Regions from separate parts of the Rattus norvegicus genome. Here region 1 is linked to region 2. The links are chromatin contacts, called in public HiChIP or PLAC-seq maps. All regions are on one chromosome and are shown on one strand. Each heading gives the region's core, a stretch centred on a gene start, on an enhancer-like site or on the middle of the called end of the contact. The rest is flanking DNA. Distances are from core to core; before and after follow the strand shown.

The links. HiChIP or PLAC-seq counts read pairs in DNA pulled down with a chosen protein or histone mark.
Region 1: a contact with region 2 is called in an H3K27ac HiChIP or PLAC-seq map of oligodendrocytes, with 3 times the contacts expected there. The contact joins the promoter of Ndc80 here to the promoter of Myl12a in region 2.

The regions. Positions count from the first base shown.
Region 1 is chr9:118,883,398-118,888,821 of GRCr8, reverse strand. It overlaps Ndc80 (NDC80 kinetochore complex component), which reads left to right and starts at 1,293. Exons shown (of 17, transcript NM_001126270.2): 1 at 1,293-1,443; 2 at 3,108-3,217; 3 at 4,797-4,874. The coding sequence starts at 3,117. It also overlaps a transcript of Mettl4 not described here.
Region 2 is chr9:118,344,813-118,350,315 of GRCr8, reverse strand. It overlaps Myl12a (myosin light chain 12A), which reads left to right and starts at 4,039. Exons shown (of 4, transcript NM_001135017.1): 1 at 4,039-4,150. It overlaps LOC102555687, which reads right to left and starts at 3,746. Exons shown (of 5, transcript XR_357340.5): 1 at 3,534-3,746; 2 at 2,616-2,699; 3 at 2,146-2,275; 4 at 1,524-1,637; 5 at 1-160.

The DNA.
Region 1 (5,424 bases), core at 44-2,543, 540 kb before region 2:
TAAAGCTGCATCTAATAGCATTTATAGTCAAATATCTTATGCAATTGGCCGTTAGCTAGTGTTGGGTTTTGCTTGTTTGTTTGTTTTGTTTTGTTTTGTTTTTGTAGACAAGGTCTCACTAGGTTGCTCTGGAGCTCGACAGGTAGATCAGACTGGCCTCAAATTCAACAGACTGTCAGGGATCGACCAGTCTCTGCTTCAAGTACTGGTAATAAAGGTGTGTTCTGCATTCAAGCTAAGGTACTTGATTTTGCTGAGCCTCAGAGTTATCTTTTTTGTTTGAGGATTTGTTTGGTTTTTTTGGGGGGGAGGGGTTGTTTTGTTGTTTGGGGCTTGGGGGAGGTTTCATTTGGTTGTTTTGTTTTGAGATAGTGTCTTTACTATGTTGCGCTAGCTGTCCCTGAACCCAGGCTGGCCTCAAACTCACAGAGGACGGACACACGCGCGCGCGCGCACACACACACTCTGCCTCCAGAGCGTGGAAAGTAAAGGCGTGTACTACAACGCCCAACCAAAACGATCACTTTTATGTTGTTGCCATTAGTTTGGAGAAGTAAATGAGATAATCCCCCATGAACTGCTGCTCACAAAGTCTGAACTATAACACCGGCTAATGTCTGCTGACTGCTATTTGGCGATGGGGTTCTTCGTGATACCTGCGATTTTGGTTCCCCGGTTGAGACGTGAGCTGAGGAGACACTTGACCGCTAGGGAACCTCTACCTCAAAAGACTGTTTAGCCCAAAACTACACTTCTCTAGCTAGTGACACAACAGCTCCGATATCCGTGAATCTAAACTTTAGCCCAGGGACCCGCCACCACAGTCCGGGAACTGGCAATGCCTCCTTGTAGTTCCGACTCTGGGCAGCGGTAATCTACAGCACTTGGGGCAGGGCAGCCTGATGATAAATATCCGTCACCGCACTCGACAGCCTCTCCTACCGTTAGGACACCTCACGCCGCCTCCTAGGCTCGCCCCGTGGAAACAGCACTCATATAAAACTGGTCCTGGCCGCCATCTTTTCGGAAGCAAACCCTTGCTTCCCTAGTTCCAGGGCGCAGCCATATTGCTGTACGGAACCCGACTCCAGGAGGACTCGGGCCGCTCGGCCCCGTGGCGCTCGCTACTCGTCCTAGACGCCAGCTCCCCAAAAAGGGCAAGATTCCCCTCCGGTCACGGTCCCGGAGGACGACCCGCACGGGGTCCTGAGCGCGTCACAGCGCGGACGTGCACACTTCCGGCGAAGAGGGCGGACGCGGTGGAGCGCGCATGCGTACTCGCCGCCGCAGGAGTCCTGATGTCAGCGCCGGCGGAAATTTTAAAATTCAAACCGCCCAAGGTTGGCCTAGACTAAAGCTCTTGTTTTGGCGGCTGTTTTCGCGTGCAGTCGTGGAGTTTACTGAAAGCTGGGCGCTGGGTCTCGTTGAGAAGCCGAGAGAAAGGTAACTGCTGAGGTAGAGTCAGCTCTGTCTGTGCTAAAATGCTCCGCGGCGCTAGAGCTAACTGTTGTGAGGAAGCTGGAGTGGGACCTGCCCAGCTCTGCTCTCTGCCGGCAACGTTTGCAACGGGAGTAGGGGATGCTAACAGGTGGGGAATGACAGGGGAAAGCTGATTGCTGTGCTGTGTTCCCGTCCTAATGCTGCATCTTAAAAGCCGTGTACGGACAAGGTCTGGGAAACAGGGAAATCATGAGAGTAAAATTAAGTGAAATGCAAGCCGTCAAAATAAGGAGGGATGTGGCTCAGTGCACAGCCTAGTGTGCTAAAGGGCCTGGCTCTCCATCCCCAGCTCGAAACAAAACAACAATAAAATGCGGTCTGTCTAACCCTCTATGGAAGCGAGGGCTGAGTGCATAGTGTCTAATGCTGCAGAGATGAAGACAGGATTCGACATAGACATTCTTTCGATACTTGTTTTGAAAGTGGAAGCAGCCTGTACGTCGTGTTGAGGACCGGATTGTTTACCTTTGTTAGAAACCAGAGGGGCTGGGGATTTAGCTCAGTGGTAGAGCGCTTACCTAGGAAGCGCAAGGCCCTGGGTTCGGTCCCCAGCTCCGAAAAAAAGAACTAAAAAAAAAAAAAAAAAAGAAAAAGAAAAGAAACCAGAGAGACAGTAGTATTAGCTGAGAAACAGTGGGTTAATCGTAAACCAGGTGTAGTGAAGTAGATAGGGGATGATTTTGTGCACTGTGTAGTTAGATGCCGATTTTTAAGCCCAGAAATCTGGGTGCAGTCCGAAGGTTGATTTGGTCAAGCATCTCCGGTCTCAGTGTTATGTAAAAATTGTTTTTCATCTCCTTTAGTTGATTAATTAAGAGCCCATCAGCCAATTAGCTGGGCAGTAGACAAGAATTGGGCAGGATTCTAATCCCAATGGGGGGGGGGGGGGCGGGTCCTAAAAAGACCAAAGAAGTGGTGGTGTAGAGACCATGGATAGACCAGAGAGGTCAGGAAGGGACCAGCCTTAAGAATGGACCAGACTGAGCCAAGGCAAGACTTCAATTGTAAAGGACCGTGTGTCTGGGCAGCAGGTAGCCATAGGGAGTTAGAATAGCTCAGAACCTGCTCTGTTTAGTGCAGGTCTCCATATCATTCACTCTGGAGCTAAAACCAGCTGAAGCCAAAGAAACACTGTGAAGTTATTTGGGAGCAAAGGTGGCATAAGAAAAACAAAAAAAAAAAAAAAAAAAAAAAAACAAGAAATACTTCTACACTTTTTGAAACCAAAGGAAACATTTTGAGGGAGGAGTAAAGGAACCTGAGATTTCTTGTCAGGCAGCCCATGAATTACCATTAAAATAGACACAAGCTCGGGGCTAACAGAGTAATTTCATGATCATGGCTTGCTGTGTGATGCAGAAGTCATACATTGTTCTTTCTTGTATTGTACATGTCTAGTGTTTGAGTGTATTTAATACTTGAACTTGCGTAGGTGTTCTTTGTGGGAACGTCAGTTTACATGAACAAGTAAATATATCATACAAGGAAAAGGTTGTCGTAAAGAAACAAACTTAGTTGCCTTCCTATTCGAGAATAAAGATAATAACTGTTGCTTGATGAACTACTTACATCTGGAACATTTTCCTAATATTAAAATCCCGAATTAGGTTACAAGCATGAAGCGCAGTTCGGTTTCCAGCTGTGGTGCTGGCCGCCTCTCTATGCAGGAGTTAAGATCCCTGGACCTCAATAAACCTGGCCTTCATACCCCTCAAACGTAAGTACCTCTACCTATGGTTCTCCACTGCCTACTTTCCTGTCTAGAGTAAGGACTGGTTAGTACAAAGGTGTAAGTGATGTCTTGGTGAATGTTGTCTCTTCCCAGTAGCACTAGACTGGGGGCCAGTGAGATCTAAAGGCCGACATGACGCTAGGCTTTAGCTTGTTGTCACTCCAATTCCCAAAGTCAGATTCTTTACCAAGCAGGCTAAAAAATGATTGACAATGCTTGTTTTCCTCTTTTTCCTTTGAAAATAACCTCCTGAGTAGGCACCATGATATAACTCATCATTTATTAAGATGTTTCCAACAACTAAAGGTAGTAATAAAATCAAAGTAGATTTATTTGTTCTGGGGATAAACTATAAAGTTATTTTCTCAAGTTTGGGGATGGGTGTTCAAGTGGACTTGCTACATAGCTCAGTGTATTCAGTAGGCTCTAGGAAGATGTCTCAGTGTGAGTTCAAAGCCAGCGTGACTATATAGTAACTTGTATAGTTGACCAACTTGTATAGTTGACCAAACAACCAACCAAAGAATTTCTTATGGTGAACATCAGTTTTTCACTCTGAGATTGATCCTCCAGTTTGCAGAAGGCTGTGTCCAATCCACTGTGTACCCATATCCTATAAATCCGTTGTGTACCCATATCCTATAAATTCTGCATATGAACTAGCTACTTAATAAGCCGTTCTTAAATCACGTGGATTGATAGAGTATGAGGCTCTACTGCTTTTAGAAATGTGAACTATTTGCCTATTTTCCTTCTGGATACTTGAAGCACTTTGTTTTAACCACCCCACATTCTTACAACAAAAAAAGATTTCTTTTGAACTGTATTAAAAGCAAAACTGTTGCCATTGCCATTTTTTTTATAATAGTATAGGAAGTATGACGTAAATGGCTATACCTAGTACTGTGCTGAGAGGAAAACTTTGAGTCAGAGGCTGACCCAAACTACATAGTGAGTCCTAGGACACCCGGAACACAGACTAAGACCCTATCTCAAAATATTAAAAGTAGGATTTAAAAGAAAAAATTTCAAACAAAGCTGGCAACTATAATTATTTCTTATATTTTTATTCATATATAAAATTTTTATCCATATATAAATGAATTTTTAAACCTACTTTATTTAGGGGTTTGGGGTGGGTTTTTTGTTTTGTTGTTTGTTTTGTTAGATTTATTTACTTTATATGTGAGGACACTGTCACTGTCTTCAGACACACCAGAAGAGGGCATCAGATCCCCTTATGGATGTTTGTGAGCCACCATGTGGTTACTGGGAATTGACCTCAGGACCTCTGGAAGAGCAGTCAGTGCTCTCCACCGCTGAGCCATCTCTCCAGCACCACATAAATAAATTTTAGTATAAAAAACATGGACTGAAATTTTTAACATTTTACAATTATACTATCTTGCGGCTCATCGCAATGATAGCAGCTAACCAAAACTTATGATTTTCAAAAATTTTTGTGGGTAGTGGGAAAGATGTATTAGCTCTAACATATTATAAAAATTACATAAACTGGTATTTTTACATTTATTTTAAAGTTATTTTCTATTTTTCTTTAAAGCAGAGAGAGGTCAACCTTTGGAAAACTGAGTACTCACAAGCCTACATCTGAAAGAAAAGTCTCAATATTTGGGAAAAGGTAATGAGGTTTTTAATTATATTTAATGAGTAGATTCTTATAGACATTCATTCATTTGCGTGGAGATCAATAAGAATAATAGATTGTAAAGGTGTTTTCAAGCAGAAGTTATGATCCAGTTTTCCTGTGTTAGTTGGTCAAATTCTGGGTGGTGTCTGCTTTACATGACGCTGGAGATGAACAGATTGTGCTGTAAGGAGATGGTCAGGTCCTCTGTGCTCTGTACCTAGCTCTCAGAATCAGACGGGAAGAGAGGCACCATCTGCTCGCTCATCGTTTCAACTCTTTCACATTCTGAAGGCTAGTGTGACTTCAGAGAGCTTTTATTTTATGGTAGATATCTGCCACTATTGATTATATTGGAAACTAAACTAAGAAAATGTCGTATAAACTTGATTTTAAGTCATAATAATCTCATATGGTTACAAAAATAAAATGATTTTAATTTTTAAAAACATTTCTGGGCCAGCAGGATGGCTCAGCAAGTAAAGGTACTCACCTCCTGCAGGCTGTTCTCTGTCCTCCGTGTCTGTCTGTCTGTCTGTCTGTC
Region 2 (5,503 bases), core at 2,790-5,289:
TCCAGAAGCTGATGACTTCTGGCAATTAGCTCTCCCTGGCTTCTGGCAACTGGCTCCTGCTGAAAGCAGTGGGGGATTAGGAAAGAAACTTACTCACTTGGGCTCTTTACTCAACTCTGGAGCCACTTGTTGGCTTGGAGAGGCTTGGAGCTCATTAATTCTTTGTGAGACAGCAAGAAAGAAAAGCAGAGAGAAAAGGTCATGAACACATACATGCACACATGTATGTATGTGTACATACATTTAGATACAGACATATATACATAGACATATTATATGTACACATAGAGAGACATATAACCATATTTGTTGGGTGGAACAGAGACCCAACAGCCACACTTTACTGTTTCTCTCAGCTCCTTTACAGCTTCTTAGACAAAAGTTCTTTATAAACTTACCTCACAGATAAAATGTTACACAGAAGGGGGTTACAGAAAGATGTTTATAGTAAGCTCACAGCAGTGTTTAGTCTATAAGCTCATTATAAGTTCGCAGCAACAGTTTCACAGGGGCTTGCTTTACCATAGTGCTCACCTGTGGCTTCATTCTTGGACCTGACCTAGAATGAAATGTTCTTTTCCTTGATCATTAATTTGCCCCAAAGCCTAGTTTTCTTCCTAGTGCAAGTCACTTGCTTGTGATACCAAGCTCTGTTTGCAGCTTTTTACTCTTCAGGGGCTTAAAATTACTTGAATCAGTTCTGGAGTTCTATAAAATCCTTATCATGAATAATGAAATCATCAATTCATCTAAAAAGCATTATTATATGAAAGTACATCTTCCTATTGATCTTCAGGAAATCTGCCCAACAGGGTGGGCTGATGCCCAAGAATCATCAGGTTATATAATAGCGGCAGGAATGCCAGGGAGAAGCAATTGTGGGATGAAGTCTCTGGGGCCCATGCCTCTCCAGAGTGCACCCATCACAGCCATGCAAAATGGTGGACCAACTCCAGAAAATTCACTTGCTTGCTATGGCCTTTCCTACATGGCTTGTGCCATTAGACAGCTTGTGAAAGTTGGCCTTTCCTTCTGACATGTGAGTCCCTGGATTTAACTTAGGTCATTAGGTCTGGTCATTAGGCTGAGCCAGTCCTGGTATAAATTTCCAACTTTAAGTTTCAGCTAAAAATTTGAAAGCCACTAGAAGTCAGGGAGATTGTTGATAAGCCTATATCTCCAACAGTGATGGGCAGACACCAGCAGGGTATGGGAGGCATTCTGCAGGCTTGCTGGCCAGTCAGCCACGTAGAAACGGGGAGCTCCTGATTCAGGGAGAGACAGAGTGATAGAGGAAGACATCTCATGCATGGTGTGTACACCTGCACAATGAGTTACATGCACCATTTACACCATACCACCCCGTGTACAATCCCACAGAGAGTTTAAGAGCCACTTTTCTGTACTTAGAAAAATCTTCCTTTAAATTTATAAGGGTCTTAGTTAGGGTTTTATTGCTGTGAAGAGATGCCATGACCAAGGCAACTCTTATAAAGGACAACATTTAATTGGGGCTGGCTTACAGTTTTAGAGGTTCAGTCCATTATCATCACGGTGGGAAGTACGGCAGCATTCAGGCAGATATATGCTGGAGGAGCCAAGAACCTTGATCTGAAGCAACCAGGAGAGACTGTCCTCTGCAGGTAGCCAAGAGGAGACTGACATTCAACATTAGGTGGAGTCTAAGCATTGGAAACTCAAAGCCCATATCCACAAAGACACACTTTGTCCAACAAGGCCACACCTCCTAATAGTGCCACTCCCTGTACAAAGCCCATCCAAACCACCACAGCAAGTGAGGGGCTAGAGCGACAGCTCAGGAGTTAAGAGCACTGGTTGTTCTTTCAGAGGTTCTGGGTTCAAAACCCAGCACCCACATATATGGGATCCAATGTCCTCTTCTGGTGTGCAGATATACATGCAGTCAAATATCCATGTATGAAAAATAAATAAGTCTTTAATTAAAATGGCATTATAAATGATCTCACTTAATCAGAAAGCCTTGTGAGGCAGGCTGGAGGGATACAGGAAAATTGGCTGGGCTTGAGGTCAACAGAGGGACTTGTTCTCCAAGTTACACAGCTTGCTAAAGGAAAGACATGGTGGAGAATCCAGACTGTCAAACGTGGAGTGAAAAGGGCTCACCTGCTGTTTCATGAAGATTTCCTATAGGTTACAAAAGAACAGGTTCATCTGACAGTGTCAGAGGCCTTCCGTAGTGGGTCTAAGACGTCCTTTCCACATTGACTTGGTATATCCATATATCCATAGTTACCTGTGGGAGTGAATACAGGGTGAACAGAAACCAATTTCAAATGAGCCGGGTTCTTTGCTCCTCCAGATGACCTGACACCTCTCTCTGTCTCTCTGTCTCTCTCTCTCTCTGTCTGTCTCTCTCTGTCTCTCCCTCCCTCCCTCTATTAACCCCTAGAATCAGGGCAATCTGCCTCTGTAACATCTTCCTAGCTTCCAGGTAGGTTTATTTGCTCTTCTGTAATCTATTCATTTTTGTTCCCTGTAATTCTCTGCCCTTTCTCTTTCAACCCACAACCCAATCCCGAGGAAACAACTGTTCATTTATGTCGAGCAAACCATAGCCCCTCCACAGTACTTACCAGTTTAAAACCTATTGATTAATTTGGTAAGGATACATCGGCAACTCCTAGGAAAGCGACAAGATACTGTTTTCCAGCTGAGACCTGAGACGGAACAGAAGCTGCTCATTTCCTCGTCCACAGAATGCGGTTTGGTGTTCCCCTTCCGGACAGGGAGCTTTCCAGTAGGGCAGACCATATCCTTGTGGAGGTGCATGCACTGCAGAAGCCTCATTGCCTCAGAAGCCACCTCTGTTTCTGACTGCTCAGACCTCTGAGTTTGTACTGTCACGGCTGTATCCCCAATCTTCCCTAGAAGTCATGTTGGGCTTCTTAAGTCCTTGACAACCCAGAACCCTCTCTTAAAGACCTTAGCTTAGGGAGCTGGAGGTGAAGTACTTAGTTACTTGTATTTTTAGTTACCACTCCAAGTGAATATCAAAGAAGGGAGGGAAACTTTGTTTCTGCCATCTATAGGATTACGGTATTTTTTTCTCTCATTGGCCTTGCCTCTGAATTAACTTTAAACCGCATCACTAATTAATGAGACGAATGCTTCTTGAAGGAAACAACTGATCTTAGGGATATTTAACACATATCCTTATTGTCTCGCCAGGATTGTGACCCCTCTTCCTTTAAAGAGGAACTATTGTTAGCAGCTGAGCCACGCAAGAAGACCCGGCGAGTAAATAGGTCCAGCACTTTATTCCAATTACATCATTCACCCTGGAGCGGTAGGTGGGGCAGGCAGGAGTCACCATCAGGGTAAAAGGGGACTCTGGAAGAAAGTTCCAGAGAACGTTTTGCAAGAGGGAGCGGAACAATCAAAACTGAATTCATGAACTCTATGTGGGCCAAAGAGGCAGCGCGGCCCTGAAACTTTAGTATTCCGTCCCGCGTGGGAAAAGTGAGGAGCTATTTTAAAATTCCTTTTCATACTTTTCGAGTTGCTCGCACACTCCCTTCCGCGCCGCCCAGACACTGAGGCGCTGACCCACAGGCTGATTCACACTAGTTTCCCGCGCAGGCGCACTCCAGCCGAGCGGGGGCGCCGGGCTGGGGAGCGGGGCCAAGGCTAGTCACGTGAGACCCGCGGCACTTCTCTCCTCAATTTCCCTAAATGGACTTAGACGGGGTTCCCCGCCTATCTCCACGCTCTGGAATGCGGGCAGAGGAGAGCTCCAGGACAGGCGCAACCATCTGCCGAAGAGGGGGGAGGAAGCAGAATCACAGTTCAAACGGAGACGCGAGAAAGACGAAGAGTCAGTAATTAGACCGAGAGGTCCTCCACACGTCCATTTCAGCCCTAAACTCCCCGTTCGGTACTTCTCATCGGCGCCCTGAGCCCGCCATCTGCTCTGACACCTTCCCTGAGGTCCCCCTCCCGTCAGGGCTGGCCCATAGAGGCGGCGGAGAATGGCCGCCAGGCTTCCTTCCGGTTTGCGAGCGGAGGCCGGAAGTGGCCGTTCTTGGGCGGCTGGAAAGTTAGAAAGTTTGTGAGGGCGGCGGCAAAGCTTCGCAGAGACGCTCACTCTTGGTTCTCGCGGCTGAGCAGGGTGAGTGGTGCTGGCCGCCGAGCGGGCGTGGCCCGGCCCCAGGAGGTGTCCTCGCCGGGCGGCGGTGAACGTGGGGGCCGCCGGGAGCCGCGGCTGGGGAGCGCACCTGGGCAGGTGTGTCTCCGCGAGCCCGGGGAGAGCGGGGCGTGGAGCAACGGGCCGGGGAGCCGGGGCAGCCCGGGCGCAGACGTCGCTCTGCTTCCCAAACTTGGATCTTGGGAAATGTTGCTTAGCTCGCCAGCGCGGTGCGCCTTGGACCATTGCCTGCCCGCGAAACCAGAGCCCCACAGAGCTGACTCCGGAGCTCTGTTGAGTTGCTAACGTAAACTTGCGGGAACCGAGAGAGTTGTGGATAAAACCGTAGCACAGCCGCCCTCGGCCCTGTCTTTGCAGCTCAGCGCGCGCCCCTCTAAGTAGAACTTTTAAAAGTGCTATTTGAACAGAGAGGAGATTGAAGTTTTGTTTGCCTGATATTAAGAGTCAGTAGGGATGTAAATATATAAGATCTTTAGGGATCTTTTAAGATTTTAACTTCTTTAGTGCAAAACTTGTGTCAAAGGGTGACGAAAGTGAATCTCCACTAAAGTTGCTGGTATTTTCTTTTTTCTGGATGGCTTTTGATGAGGATTAATTAGAAAAGCATTTTTTGTCTTCAAAAGTGAAGCGTGGTTCATTAGTCAATCCTGGCAACTAATGACTTTTTTAAAGGTGCTCAGAACTCTTGGGTGTGGCTGTCTAGGAAAATCCAAGCTGACTCTCAACCGGAAGTGTGCCTAAGAAGTAAAAACGTGGTTTTCCTTGAAACTGAAATAACAGCTTGAAAATACACTTTAAAAAACTGAGTTTATCGCCCTCCCCCATCTCGTCTTGTAAAAAAGTGCATTGATTTGATCTGGATTTCAAAGCAAGCCATACCTAGATGCTACCACACTGTGAGGTTTTGAAATGGGAGTTTTCCAAAGGATATATTTCTCAGTTTTAAAAGAGTTTTTTTTATTAAAAGATATTAAGTTAGTAGGCTGTAGTGTAAATGTTCTATTAAGAATTTCTATCTTTTATATCTATTACTAGTTTAGGCATGTGAGATCCTACTATTTAAATTTAGGCAATCTCAGGTATATCTTAGTGTGGATTAAAAGGTTTCATAGGGTACTTTGTTGTTGTTGCTGTTGTTGTTTGTTTGTTATTTTGGATAGGGTCTCCTTTTAGCCCAGACTGGCCTGGAACTTGAGATGGTCTTTCTGCTTCAAGGGCTAGGATTATAAGCCCAGTTATGAGCCCCACATCAAACTTTATCATAGTTTCTATAAATTCTACATTTCTAAAGATTCTGTGAAATCTGGTTGCCCTCGG